Linked DNA regions of Mus musculus: region 2 is linked to region 1. Evidence: chromatin contacts called from public HiChIP or PLAC-seq data. All regions are on one chromosome and are shown on one strand. The core of a region is the stretch at or near the end of the contact, and the rest is flanking DNA. Distances in the headings are between cores, read along the strand shown. Region 1 holds the start of Sim1 (single-minded family bHLH transcription factor 1). Region 2 has its middle 27 kb from the start of Lilr4b.

Region 1 (6,892 bases), core at 1,752-4,251:
AATTAGACAGTTTGTAAAATCCATGTCAAATGTGATAGGATATTTACCGTAATTAAACAGCGATGCTTATTCTTAAAACAAAACTTTATTAATGTCATGTGGTGGGAAAGCTTTAAGACATGTAAAGTAACTTCAAATTCTATTTAGCATCACCAAAAAATTACAGAGATGTAAAGTGTTCAGTTCACCCCCAAGCTTAGGTTGAACCCTAAGTAAAGGCTAAACCCAAATTTGGCACCACCTGCAGGTAGTGCCTGGTTTTGCGGCTTGTCACTCTTTTGCTCCTTTGAAAACCGCTGAGTTTTGTAATTGTTTGCCGTTGTTGTTTTCGTTAATACAGTAAAGGGGTGTACTTTAGTACTTTCGATTTAGTGTTTTTGAAGCTCAAACAATCTCGAAATTAAAACCTCATCTCCAGGTGCCAGCTGTTCTGACGATCCTGTCTAACTCATCGAGTGGAGTCTGCGCGTGAGTTATGAACTCCACAGAAGCTAGCGAAATAAATGATGTGCCCAGAGTTCACACATGGTCCATCCCCGCCCCTCATAAACTCACACTCAGAAGAGGGGAGAGAGGAGAGGTGGGAGGGGCCAGAGTTCGGTGAGAGAGGACTGTAGAAAGCACTGTTAAAGTAGCCAAAAGGGATGGCCTAGCTTGCCGTCCAGAGGACCTCATAACGAGAATATATTTGAGTCCTTCTATTTCTTTATAACGCGATTTTTAATTTTTAAGAATTAGCGCCTTCAGAGGAAAGCTTCTTCTCTTAAAATACAAAAATAAAACAAACAAAAATATCGAGCCGGATCCTCTCAGAGCCCACCCCGAGTCTGCACTGAGCAGACTAGGGCCTCTGGCCTTGTGGGTTCCCGGGCTCTGTTTGTGACTGCTGGGGAAATCAGCCCTCTATTCTTCTCCTGCGGTTATTCGCTGCCCCACTAGCAGCACCATATGCTGCTTCTGATCAAACAGCAAGCGACATCGGCACCAATAATTGACGAGACCCACTAGAAATCACGCAGAAAGGGAGCCCACTGAGACCGCAGTAGCTGACAAATCACTGCTAATAATCCTGTTAGGAACAGCGCAACAGCGGAGTTCGAAATAGCTTTATTTTTATAAAGTAGGCGCTGACAGTATAAAAGACAGAGAGATCTCTTTTTTAAGCAGAAGGCAGTGTGGTATAATGGTGATTCTCCCATCAGCAAGTCTCAGTACAGTTTGGGTCAGAAGTGTGATTTTTAGTTTTTACAGCCTTTCTCCTTTCTCCTAAAAAACAAACCAAGACAAAAGAAAAAAAAACTTTCTCGCTATTCTAAACTGTAATTTCTCTCCTCCCTGGATTTCAGAATGAAAAGAGATGTTCAAGGAACTAACTATATAATACTACTGATGGGTTTGATGATAGAAATAAACTATTTAGAAGGTTTGTGTGGTAGCCCTGGCTAGTTTGCAGCCCTTTTGCAAGTTTTGAACAAACACCAAGTGAAGGAAAACTTCATTCCCAGCAAAAACTAGCCCCCCCCATCAAAAAATAAGATCCCTCAAACACCCAAAACCAACAACAGGTCAAAAAGAAGTTCTCATTTGTCTCATTTGTAAATAAACAAACTTCTTTCTCTAGAAGTTTTGTTTGTCTAGTAATCATTCTTTTACATTCTTAAAACTTCCTCCCCTAACAAAATATTTTTCTATTCTGTTTGTTATTTGGTTGAGGAAGGGTGAGCAAATGGGAGATCAAAGAGCTCCTTCCCTGGAGAGTATTCACGTTTCCTACTAAGTAGATATGAGTTCACACAAGACTATGCTCTGGGAAGTCCGCTCTTCCTCTCACAATGAGTATTAGTAACTGAAATTCCAACTTACAATCCTATCTGCTGCTGGTATTCTAACTTCTAGGCCCTATGAGAGTTTGTCTCGATTTGTCAGCCACCACTGAGGATACATTTCTGTCTGCTCTACTTTCCTCAAATCTTGACTATTTTGAGACAAATTTATGATTTTACAGATAACGCCAAGGCCAGAAATGCAACTCACAAAGCTCCGATTTAAGAATCTCTGGACATCTTAAAAAATGAGAACCAATTTACTATAAACAGCCAAGAGACTGGCGGAGTCCAGGCATACTGTTCGCACACACACGCCTGCCCTCGCGGAATTGTGGCCCTTTTGATAAATTATTATCTAGCTTACCTAGCACTATGTTTATACATCTAATCTATACCTAGCAAAAATAAGCAATTGGGCAGTACTCCTGATTTCTATTGGATACATGTCTGACTAGAGGAACAAAAAGGAAAGTCATGTTTGGATTAGCCGTGCTTTCAACTGAGCCAAATGTTGATAAAAGCACTATTGGGTTATTTCCCAACCAAATATATCGAATGTGTTGGAGAGAGAAATACGGGGAAGAAGAGAAAGACTAAGAAAGGCAGGGAAAGCCCTTTGGCGCTGACTGATCAAATAGCTTGGTTAAATTTCCCTTTTCAGAGAATGTAACCCACGCCGGTAAACACAAGTACATTTCTGTGCTGCTGGGGTAGGTTTACTCCTTCGAAATTCAATCTAGGCACAGACGCTTACCTTCTGGAAAGACCACTCTCATTTTGAGATAGCTGGTCGTGAGTCTGATGATGGATGCTTTGTCCAGTTGGGAGGTGATGGCTGAGGGTAAAGGCAGTAATTTAGCCAGTTCATAAAATTCACTGTTTTCTTTCTCCCTCCTCGTTCGGGCAGCATTTTTAGACTTTTCTTTCATCGTGTCTCGGGCTCCCTTTCTTCTTACAACGTAAACTCCACAGACTCATCCAAAACCAAAAGTTAACTTTCAATTAGAGATCACACTCGGTAAAAACATAACTTTAAACAGGAGGCTGAAGTTTGCTCCGGGAAGACACGAATGATGGACAGGGCAATGCGGCAAACAAAATACTTTCTTGAAAACGTGAGGTGTAAGTATAAAAGAAAGCTGCTGGTTCACGGCAAATCCGGGCAATCCTTTGGGACTCTAAGTATAAAATGCTGGAAGGACTCCCGAGGAGCCAACCTTTTCATCTGATCCGCGGTAAGAACCCGGGTCCTTGGGAAATCGACATAATAATACCCGACGTTTGTTTTCCAACTCCTCTGGTTCTGAGCTGGTTTGTAGGAAACAGGAATCGCGGGTAACTTCTTTCAGATCACTACGAAGACAAGAACACCAAGGAATAAGACATCTGTGGCTAAACTCAAACCCACTATAATTCAGCCAACCGGGCCCCAAAGGGCCTCTGCGCTCATACTCTGCTCGTCACAGCCCTGGGTATTTAAAACTTGGGCAGGTCGGTCCCGGGACAGGCTGGGCTTCCGCTCGCCGCGGCCGGGATGTAGCACCGACGGCTAAATGCGCGTCTGCGGAGAGCTCGGCCGGCCGTGCGCGCCAAGCCAGGCTATCCAGCCGTGCAGAATTCCTCCACTGCCCCGGACTCCGGCTGCCTCTCCCCGGCGGGGTTCACGTCTGAGGGGTTCCTGGAGAAGTGCTGCTTATGCATCAAACCCCCGGGGACTCCCGCAGTTGCACACAGGGCACCGCAGCGCAGAGTTAACAGGTGGCACGCGCGACAGCCCCTCGTAGGCATCACCTGGAGCTCTTGGCTCCTCACCTACCTTACGTCCTCGAGAGCCGCGGAGGCTGCTAAGGCTCCCGCCCCCTAACTGCTTTCAAGCCTGCGCGCTTGCGGAGCCTCAGCGGCAGCCTCCCGGCTGTCACCCGCAGCCCGCAGAGTGTGCCTGGGCCACCTTCCCATGGGCATGAATGGGGGAGGGGTAGGTAGCAGCGGGAGGAGAACACAGGCTGGGGACAGGAGAGGTGTTTTCCGAGTCCGAGTCCTCCGTAGTGTTGGGAGCCGGTACTGTTCCTAATTGGGAGCCCAAAGCGCCCCCCTGTAACTTCTTTATAGCTTACCGGGTTTAGCTTCAACTTCGCTCCCAGGTTCCCTTTCTCCCGCCCTTCTCAAACGCCACTCACAAATTTTCTCTCTTCCTATTGGTCATAGGCAACCAAGACGCGGCGCTCATTGGCCAATCGGGGTGAGTGACGAGCATGCTCCCTGCTCCTCCTCCCCCCCCCCCCCCACGCGACTGGGCTCGCGGCTCGGGTCCTACAGTGAGCCTGGCAGCTCCGCTCCTAATGAGCCCCGGGCGCGGGGTCGCCGCTGCCCCGCTGCCGCCGCCGCTCCAAACCCCGAGGTCTTCGGCGTGCCGAGTGACACTCGCGCTCCCTAGACTCGGGTGTCTGCGCACAGCGTGCGGCCTTGCGGGGGCTGGCTAGCCGAGGCTCCAGGAACGCGTGCGAATAGCATCCCAGACAGTGGCCAGGATTTCCCCACGGCTGCGCGCCTCACGCCTGCAGGACTGGGTGAGGGAGAACGACGCTGGACTTATTTTTTATCCTGACACCACTGTGACAAAATTCATCGCTAGATGAAATAAATGCCCGCCTTTATTCCAAAAAGGGCAACGTTTTCGAAATGATTCGGGTTTGTGACTGATGCAAGATGACTAGGTCTGCTGGGCAGTTTCCTATGGGAACCAGCTAGTGGGTAGTCAGTCAGAAGAAGGATGTGATAGAAGAAGCCTAGAGTGTTGGAACAACTGACATATTAGACGTCTTACAGAGTTATTATCTAAACTGTTGGGCAACTCTGCGGACTTTATTTCGAGAAACAAAAAGACCAGCACGAATATTCCTTCTAGAGAGGACACAATAACTGAGTGAACCTGTAACGTTCCCCAACAGTTCTCAGACGAACTGTTCTCAAAGTACTGTTTCTGGGGAAAACTCTAGTTTAGAGACCCTCCTGTTCTAAGCGCTTTCTCTTCCAGTCATCTCATCAGAGGGCAGCAGATCGCGATGAAAAAAAGGCTAAGTTTCCCTTAAGACAATGAAAGCTTACAGACTTCATCCCGGGCCTTAGAAATCAGCAGTGCACCAGAAACCAAGCGCCCTGCTCCTCCTTTTGCCTCTGAGAAAATAATTTCTTTGAAGAGTCGTGTGCCATCCTGATACATGGCTCACCTTTAAGAATGTTCATTGAAAAATAAGACATCTGTCTCCTCCTTGATCCCCCGCCTCCCAATGGCAGTAAGGACATTGGGAGCTCCTAGGACAATGGGAAACATTCTGGGGGTATGGGGAATAATTACACATCCGAGCGGCACCTGGAAAAAGGAAAGGAAAAGAACTAAACTAAGACTGTGTAGGTGTTTCAAAACTGGAACCACCTAACAGGGTTATAATCCAGAAAGGAGTGGTTTCCTCAGTGGTTGTGGCCACTTAGAGGCCTAACTCTGGGTGGGCTCTATCGTAGTCCATCTAATGATACACTGTCCGTGGGAGGTAGAGGTATCCTGTGGCTCTCATCAAGACTCCAAAAAGACCAGATAACATCAAGTTTCTTATTGGGGTGGTGGTGGTAATTGTGGTAGTGACAGCGGCGGCGGCGGTAGCAGCGGTGAATGAAAAACCTTTCGTGACTCCCTTTTCCAATAAACTGCACAGAACTGAGGATGAGAGCAGCCACAAAACTAAACAGTGGTAGGTACCTTAAGGTTAAGCAGTGGTTTTCTGTTCCGACTGTGCCCTGGACAGGATTTGTGCAGCCTGCCTTTACTTCACACCCCATCTCTACTTCAAACGAAGCGCAGGCTGTGGAAGTGCCTCTCTGGGATCTGAAACCTGATCCTACCTTCTGTGGGGGTTGGTGGAGAAGTCTGCGGCGCAAGTCAGGCTTTTCCAGCAGATGCCTTTGAAGAGGTACTGGGCATTTTGCCTCAGTGCAAAGACAGACAAAATGAAGGTGGAAGTCGTGAGGACAAAACATCTGTATAAGGATCCCGACAAGTTCCTCCCCCAGAGGCTCTGCTGTTCACCAAGCCAGGAGACCTTCTTTAATATAGTTAATGCCTGGCCGAGAGGTGACCGCCCCTCGCTAAATCTTCAGCAGATAACTAGCAGAGCTTCCTTTACTGAAATACTGAATTAGCCAGGCAATGAAACACCTGTTTTTCTAATCTTTGCGCTCAGGTTGGAGCTGGAACTGGCCTTCTTGTCTTCCATGTCAGACACCTGAACCCCGTCCGCCCAGACTGCCCGCGCTCCCTGACAGCCCGGGACACCAGCTGGGAACCCGAACCTCGACTGTTATCCACGTGTTCACGCTTGCCTCCGGCGTGGGAAACAAGTTTCCTGAGTCTGAGTGCTAGCCCTAACTACTTTTCCAAGAGGGAAGAGTCCCGCAAACAGGAGCCACCAGTGCCAAGCCGTCTAGTGGCCTCCCAGAGCACGGAGACTTCAGGGGCATCCACCTCAAAGCCAAAAAGGCACTAACCCCCTCTTTTCCTGACCCAAGAGGTCTAACAGCCTTCTTCTGGGAGTCTCTCTCTCCAGAAGTGCTGGGAAGCTGGCTGGCTGGCTGGCTGGATCCTGGAGTGGGGGCGTGGCAGGCTCTCTGGCTTCCTTAGCTGACACAATGACCGCGTCCGTGTAGGCACAGTAGGATCCCCGGGTGGATTCAGGAATTGATGGAGCCAAGTGCTGAAAGCCAGGAAGGAGCCTTGACAAGGAGGACAGGCTAACCTTTCTTGATCTCAGAAAAAAGTCCTAAGTAGAGACCCCAAATCTAGGATTGTACAAGAAGTGAACGCCAGAGAGAGGGAATCCCAGGAAAAAGTTACTAAGGTGGATTTCAGCGCAGCAGTCCGGACCTGCCTTGAAGTGCTAACTCCTGCTCTGGCACAGACTTCTTTCGTGCCTCCTCCCCCTAAGCCTTAGCGGCCACAGTCATTTGAACATCCTAGAACTCAATCTTAGGATTCCTGTCAGACTGCCATAGATACACATGCACTGTTACATACA
Region 2 (6,341 bases), core at 1,464-3,963, 560 kb before region 1:
ACACATCGTGTCCTTCCCTGGGATCCTGTGTCAGTTGTAATACCATTCAAATAAAATGCTAGGGTTTCTTTACCTGAAACCAAGAACTCTAGCTTGCTACTTGCCTCTGAGCACACCTGGGTGATACTTGAGTAATATCCACCTCTGGTTGAGGATCACAGAACCCACTGTGAACATGGTCTGGAATATCCCAGTGTATTTATTCTGGGAGAGATCAGTTTGGAGAACTTTTCATAGTCCTCCATTAGAATGAACCTGTCGTTTACCTCTTGTGATGCACACTGAAGACTCACATTTACCCCTGAGGTAACAACAGTGTGACTTTTGGGGGGGGGGGTAAACTCCAAAAAAAAAAAAAAAAAGGGAAACAAGCCAGTTAAGTAGACTTATCTGGGAAGCATTGTTCCACTCTTCTCAGATTTAAGGAAGGGAGTCAGTAGTAAACACATTCCTTCACTCAAGAAGATCCACAGTATGGGAATGGTTTTCTCACCTGCCACCACCAGGACCATGCTATCACTTTTTTTCTTCTGATGTGGTAAAGTAGCATATACAGGAACACAATATCGACCTACATTGTGACACTGAATAGAGGACATAGACTATGTGGCCTTATTCTCAGTTTCTAGAATGGTTGCTGGTATCAGATAATGTGGACTTCCTTCTTTATGGAGATGGTATTTTGTGACTTGTAAGATCCCTGTACAGAAGATGGTTATCTGGTTCCCTATGCTTACACATTGCTCGGCACCCCCATGAATGTGGGTTTAAATGAAGCCTCTGAAAAGAAATCAGCATGTAGATATGAGGACATCACCCTCAGACACCAGCTTCCTGGCTCAAGACTTGTTTTGCATCCCAAACGACAGGGGTAAACCTCGATTCTTACTGAGTATGTACAATGTGCAACACCTGGGAAGACACTCACCTACCAGCACAGGGTTCCTGGGGTCCAGAATCAGTCCTGCAAGAGAGTTATCCATGAGTGTTTGCACTAACGTCTGGGTAGGTCCTCCATGTACAAATTGTTTCCCAGCTGCTGAAACACCCTGATAGCCTAAGGCATGGTTGTAAAGTGGCTTTCCTCTCAGGAAATAATTCTCCTTCCCAACCTTCACACCTCACCAAGATACAGCATGGCTATGAGAATGGGGGTCATGCCATCATCCACTTGCCACAAATGTGCTGATAATTTGTTTTCTTGCCAAATCGACAGACACAAAGTATATGATCTAAACAGTCTGTGTTCTTCTTTGTGTCATCTGCTTGTGGTACTATCAGCCACTGGGGAAGGGGAACTGATCTTGTGGGAACCACACCCTTGTTCCCCTGTTCTACTTTTTTTAGTTTCTTAGTTCTGGTTTTTGGTTTCTGAGATGGAGTCTGTTGAATCTCATGCAGACCTCAAATTTATCATCCTTCTTACTGCCTTCTGCTGGCATTACAATTCCAAATCTGGCTGTGGTCTCTTCATGCAGACAGTTTCCACTGTATGCATCTACATCTGTTTGAATGGACTCAGTCACTATGGACTTAATGTAAAAAACAAACAAACAAACAAACAAACAAAACAAAACAAAAACCAAAAACAAAAATACTGGTGAAACTGGTGTCATTCTGAGCCAGCACTTTCATCTGAGGGGGCTCAGAATTGGTTGTTCCTCACAGAGCTTCTTCTTGGTTCTCCTTTAACCAGACCACACTAATGACCAGTTGGCATCCTGACTCTTGAGATGCTTAGGGAATGTTGGATGTACAAATCCTTGGTATACATGAACAATGCCTACTCACCCAAGATGAGACACCAGTGACAGAAAAAAAGATAAGACTCCACACAAATCCAGTTAATGAACCAATGAGTTACATTTGTTCTCCTTAGAAGTGTGTGGTCAATGTTTGGTTTTTTTTTTTGTTTGTTTGTTTGTTTTGTTTTGTTTTGTGGTTTGAGACAGAGACCCACTCTGTGGCTCTTGTTCTACTGGAAGTCATCATGTAGGTCTGACTGATTTGAACTCATAGAGATCTACCAACCAGCCAAGGGTTGAGGTAACAGTGTAATTGAATGGTTTTATCACTGCATAAAAGTGTTGTCATGCATTATTTAAAAAGCTATAGTTGTGCTGGGAGAACATTTGCCCCAAGAACCTCTAAAGCATGAAGGAATAATGATGGGACCTGTCTTCTGTAGGTAGGTCACATCTCTGTAATCACAGCTACTTGCTGTGTCACAGAATGCTAGAGGAGCTAAAGGGTGCAGAAAGGGAAAACTACACTGTGGTCAGTGAGGTTGGTACCAACATAGTTCAGTTAGAATGCATCAGGATATCAGGGAGCTACATTAGTAACATAGGCAGGTAATATTAGTATATATGTGATATCCTTGCTTTAGGGGTGACCTTAAATTCCCCTCCTTTATACACAGCCACTCAGGAAATCCAGATTTCATCATATGAATAGTAAGTCAAACCTTTGTATAGAACTATTTCTGGGTAATTGTAAACAATCATCTATTCATGCTAGATATGGAGCTGATGACAGAGCAAAGTTAGAATAACACCAACAATCAAATAGGTGAAGCATGGAGTTTTATGGCATTATCTAGACAAATGGGGATTAGTCATAGTTTACAGGAACAAAAATCACCTAATGAGAGCTGACTCACCACATTCAACCTCAGAATAGGTGACAGCTCATAAAAAACAGGAAACATCGTTTACAGTGAGAAACCTATATGTAGTTCAAGAGGTCATGTACAGTGAGAAACCTGTATGTAGTTCAAGAGGTTGAAGAGCTTAATTTCCAGGGAGCACAGCTGCCAGGGGACTGCAATGGGAACACTTTAGGACAAAAGTTTTAGAATTTAATGTCAGAAGTAAGAGAGGAAATAAGACCTACAGAGAACCACATTTTTCCTGGATTGACCAGAAAGTGAATAAGACCATTACAAGACAGAAAGGCCCAGGAGAAGGAGGTTGGGGGAAAGGTTCACAAGACCTAGTTGATTCACTGAAGGAAGCTTAGGCCTCCCCCAGCATGGATCATTCATTGCTTGCTCTTTTCATTGTTTTCTGACTTCCTCATTACTAGAAGAGTCAGCCCTCCCCCTTAACACTCTGCATCTAAGACTCACCACTTCTTCTTTCTCAACATTTCTATTCTGAACAAAGTTCCTCATCTGACACTGCAGATTCTCTCTCAATGTTTCAGGCACTCATGCTCCCTGGAGGAATGCCATTAGTCAAACTACTTGTATCCCTGGGGCTTGTGTTTTGTCAGGTTATATGGTCAGTTTTGGAGAAGGCACCATAAGGTACTGAGAAGAAGGTATATTCTTTTGTTTTAGGGTGAAATGTTCTTTAGACATCTGTTAAATCTATTTGATTCCTAACTTGCATTAGTTTCTCTGTGTCTCTGTTTAGTTTCGGTTTCCATGATCAGTGAGGTGTTAAAGTTCCCCACTATTATTGTGTGGGGTAAAATGTGTGCTTTGATCTTTAGCAAGTTTTCCTTTACACATGTGGGTGCCCTTGCACTTATGGCATAGATGTTCAGAATTGAGAGTTCATTGTGGTAGATTTTTTCTTTGATAAGTATGAAGAGTACTTCTCAATTTTTTTGATAGCTTTTGGTTGGAAGTCAATTTTATTTGATATTATAATGGCTACTCTATCTTTTTTCTTGGGACCATTTGCTTGGAAAATTTTTCTAGCCTTTCACTGTGAGGTAGTGCTTGACCTTGTTACTGAGTTGCATTTCCTGTATGTAGCAAAATGATGGGGCTTGTTTATGTGTCTAGTCTGTTATTCTATGTCTTTTTATTGTGAAATTGTGCCCATTGATGATAAGAGATACTAAGGAAAAGTAATTGTTGCTTCCTGTTACTTTTGTTGTTGGAGTTGGAATTTTGTTCATTTGGCTATCTTCTTTATGTTTATTGAAAATTACTTTCTTGCTTTTTTCTGAGCTTAGTTTCCCTCTTTGTGTTGGAGTTTTATCTTTATTATCCTTTGAAGGGCTGCATTTGTGGAAAGATATTGTGTAAATTTGGTTTTGTCATGAAATACCTTGGTTTCACCATCTATGGTAATTTGCTGGGTATAGTAGCCTGGGCTGGGATTTGTGTTCTCTTAGGGTCTGTATGACATCTGCCCAAGATCTCCTAGCTTTCATAGTCTCTGGTGCGACATCTGGTGTAATTCTGATAGGTCTGTCTTTATATGTTACTTGTCTTTTTCCCCTTACTGCTTTTAATATTCTTCCTTTCTTTTGTGTATTTGCTGTTTTGATTATTATGTGATGGGAGAATTTTTTTTTCTGGTCCAATCTATTTGGTGTTCTGTAGACTTCTTGTATGTTCATGGGCATCTCTTTCTTTAGTTTGGTGAAGTTTTCTTCTATAATTTTGTTGAAGATATTTACTAGCCTTTTAAGTTGGAAATCTTCCTTCTCATCTATACCTATTATCCTTAGGTTTGGTCTCATTGTGTCCTGGATTTCCTGGATGTTTTGGGTCAGGATCTTTTTGCATTCCACATTTTCTTTGATTATTGTGTCAATATTTTCTAAGGTATTTTTTGCACCTGAGATTGATTCTTCTATCTCTTGTATTCTGTTGGTTAAGCTTGCATCTATGGCTCCTGACTTCTTTTCTACATTTTCTATTTCCAGAGTGGTCTCCCTGTGTGATTTCTTTATTGTTTTTACTTCCATCTTTATATCCTGGATAGTTTTGTTCAATTCTTTCACCTGTTTGGATGTGTCCTTCTGCATTTCTTTAAGGGAGTTATTAATTTCCTTCTTATAGTCCTCCATCATCCTCTAGAGAGGTGACTTTAGATCAGTATCTTGCTTTTACTGGTGTGATGGTGTATGCAAGACTTGCTAGGGTAGGAGAGTTTGGTTCTGATGATGCCAAGTAATCTTGGTTTCTGTTGCTTCTGTTCTTATGACTGTGTCCTGCCATCTGATTATCTCAAGTGCTTGCTGCCCTCAATATATCTGATTAGAACTTGTCCTTCCTATAATCCTGGTTGAGTCAGAACTCCCCAGAGTTCAGCTTTCTCTGTGATCCTGTGATTCTGGGATCCTGGGATCCTGAGATTCTGGGTGTGTCAGAGTTCTTGGCAGTCAAGCTTCCTCTGAGACCCTGAGATCCTGGTGTGACCAAGCTCCTGGGTTCCTGGGATCCTGGAATCCTAAGATCCTGGGAGTGTTAAAGTGCCTGGAAGTGGTACCTCCTCTGGGGACTGTGGGCCTGTCCATTGTGTTCAAAACCAAGGTAGACCAGCGCTGACCAGAAGGAACCTGAGCTGCTGGTCGGGTGGAGCTCCTGTGTCCCTGCTCCTGCTGGCACCAGGCACTCCCAGTTGTGTTGCAATAGATGTTGTGTTCCACTCAGCAGTATTCCTAAGATCCTGGGTGTGATAGGGCACCGGGGGGGTGGAGAGTCCTCTGGGGACTGTTCATTCACCTGAACCTGTTATATGCTTGTTGTGAGTCACACGGAGGGGTCACATGGTTCCTGAGGTCACCACAGGGCTGAGAATGGCTGACAGGGTGACTTTGCTGGAGTAAACTTCTAGAAGGAAATAGAAAGCCTGTTAGCTGGAATATATGGTAAACATTGTTCAACTCTCCTGGGATTTGAGGAAGAGACACCACAGTGAACATACAGCTTTCCTAAAGGAATTTCCCAGGAATTTGGAAGTGTCCTCTCACCTGTCATCACCAGCTCCAGTGTGTCACTGTGCTGTGACCACCACCAAAATTATGACAGTGACAGAGATGTTACCCTGCATTATGCTTTTCCATGGATGGTAGAGAGAACCTGGCCATGTTACTAGGATGCTTTTGGAATTTGTCTGAGCCAGGATGCTGGGCTTCCTTCTTTATATAGGAAATATATTTGGGTTTCCATGGTTCCTTCACACCAAATGGTCATAGAGTTTTTGATTCGATCACAGAACCTGGCTCAGCCCAAAAGGTGGGTTTCTGGAGGTTTCCTGAAAGGAAGTAGATGAGTAAGAGGTGGAACTTTGTATGGTCTAAGAGTAAAGATCAACCATATTGTGCTGACTGTTGACTTCACCCCTGAATATCCGAAGGACTAGAACTGTCACGGGAAGACCCATCGCTCACCTGACCAACCCAGGTTCCATTCTCATTATCTCATCCTCCATTTACTGAATGACAGCTGCCACAGACTGCATGCTGTGTCCATTGGCTCAGGAGCCTTGGGTTCTCAGACACATTGCATACCGGGGTCTCCACTGGGAACCTGTGTCAGGTGCAGTGTTATTCCACAGACACTCTCTAGCTCCCTCACCTGAGATCAGGAATTC

The links. HiChIP or PLAC-seq counts read pairs in DNA pulled down with a chosen protein or histone mark.
Region 2: a contact with region 1 is called in an H3K4me3 HiChIP or PLAC-seq map of bone marrow-derived macrophages, with 2.8 times the contacts expected there. The contact joins the enhancer-like site here to the promoter of Sim1 in region 1. A contact is called at or near these places in 4 of 39 promoter capture datasets (the C10 cell line, cranial neural crest, embryonic stem cells and 1 more), 1 of 15 datasets of contacts at CTCF or cohesin (large pre-B cells), 12 of 115 datasets of contacts at active chromatin or transcription factors (the 230-238 cell line, bone marrow-derived dendritic cells, bone marrow-derived macrophages and 5 more) and 1 of 9 other capture datasets (embryonic stem cells).

What each region holds. Positions count from the first base shown.
Region 1 is chr10:50,891,760-50,898,651 of GRCm38.p6, reverse strand. It overlaps Sim1 (single-minded family bHLH transcription factor 1), which reads right to left and starts at 3,001. Exons shown (of 11, transcript NM_011376.3): 1 at 2,581-3,001. The coding sequence starts at 2,755. A230054N11Rik (a long non-coding RNA gene) reads left to right here and starts at 4,118. Exons shown (of 2, transcript XR_871640.2): 1 at 4,118-5,572; 2 at 6,062-6,892.
Region 2 is chr10:51,450,918-51,457,258 of GRCm38.p6, reverse strand. No RefSeq gene overlaps it. Among named protein-coding and RNA genes, the nearest start is that of Lilr4b, 27 kb to the left of the region's middle. Within about 2 kb of position 2,713, at least 124 of the 459 cell types and tissues checked have an H3K27ac peak or open chromatin away from gene starts, as enhancers often do. A contact at or near this core is called in the 230-238 cell line, bone marrow-derived dendritic cells, bone marrow-derived macrophages and 3 more, where this site is marked.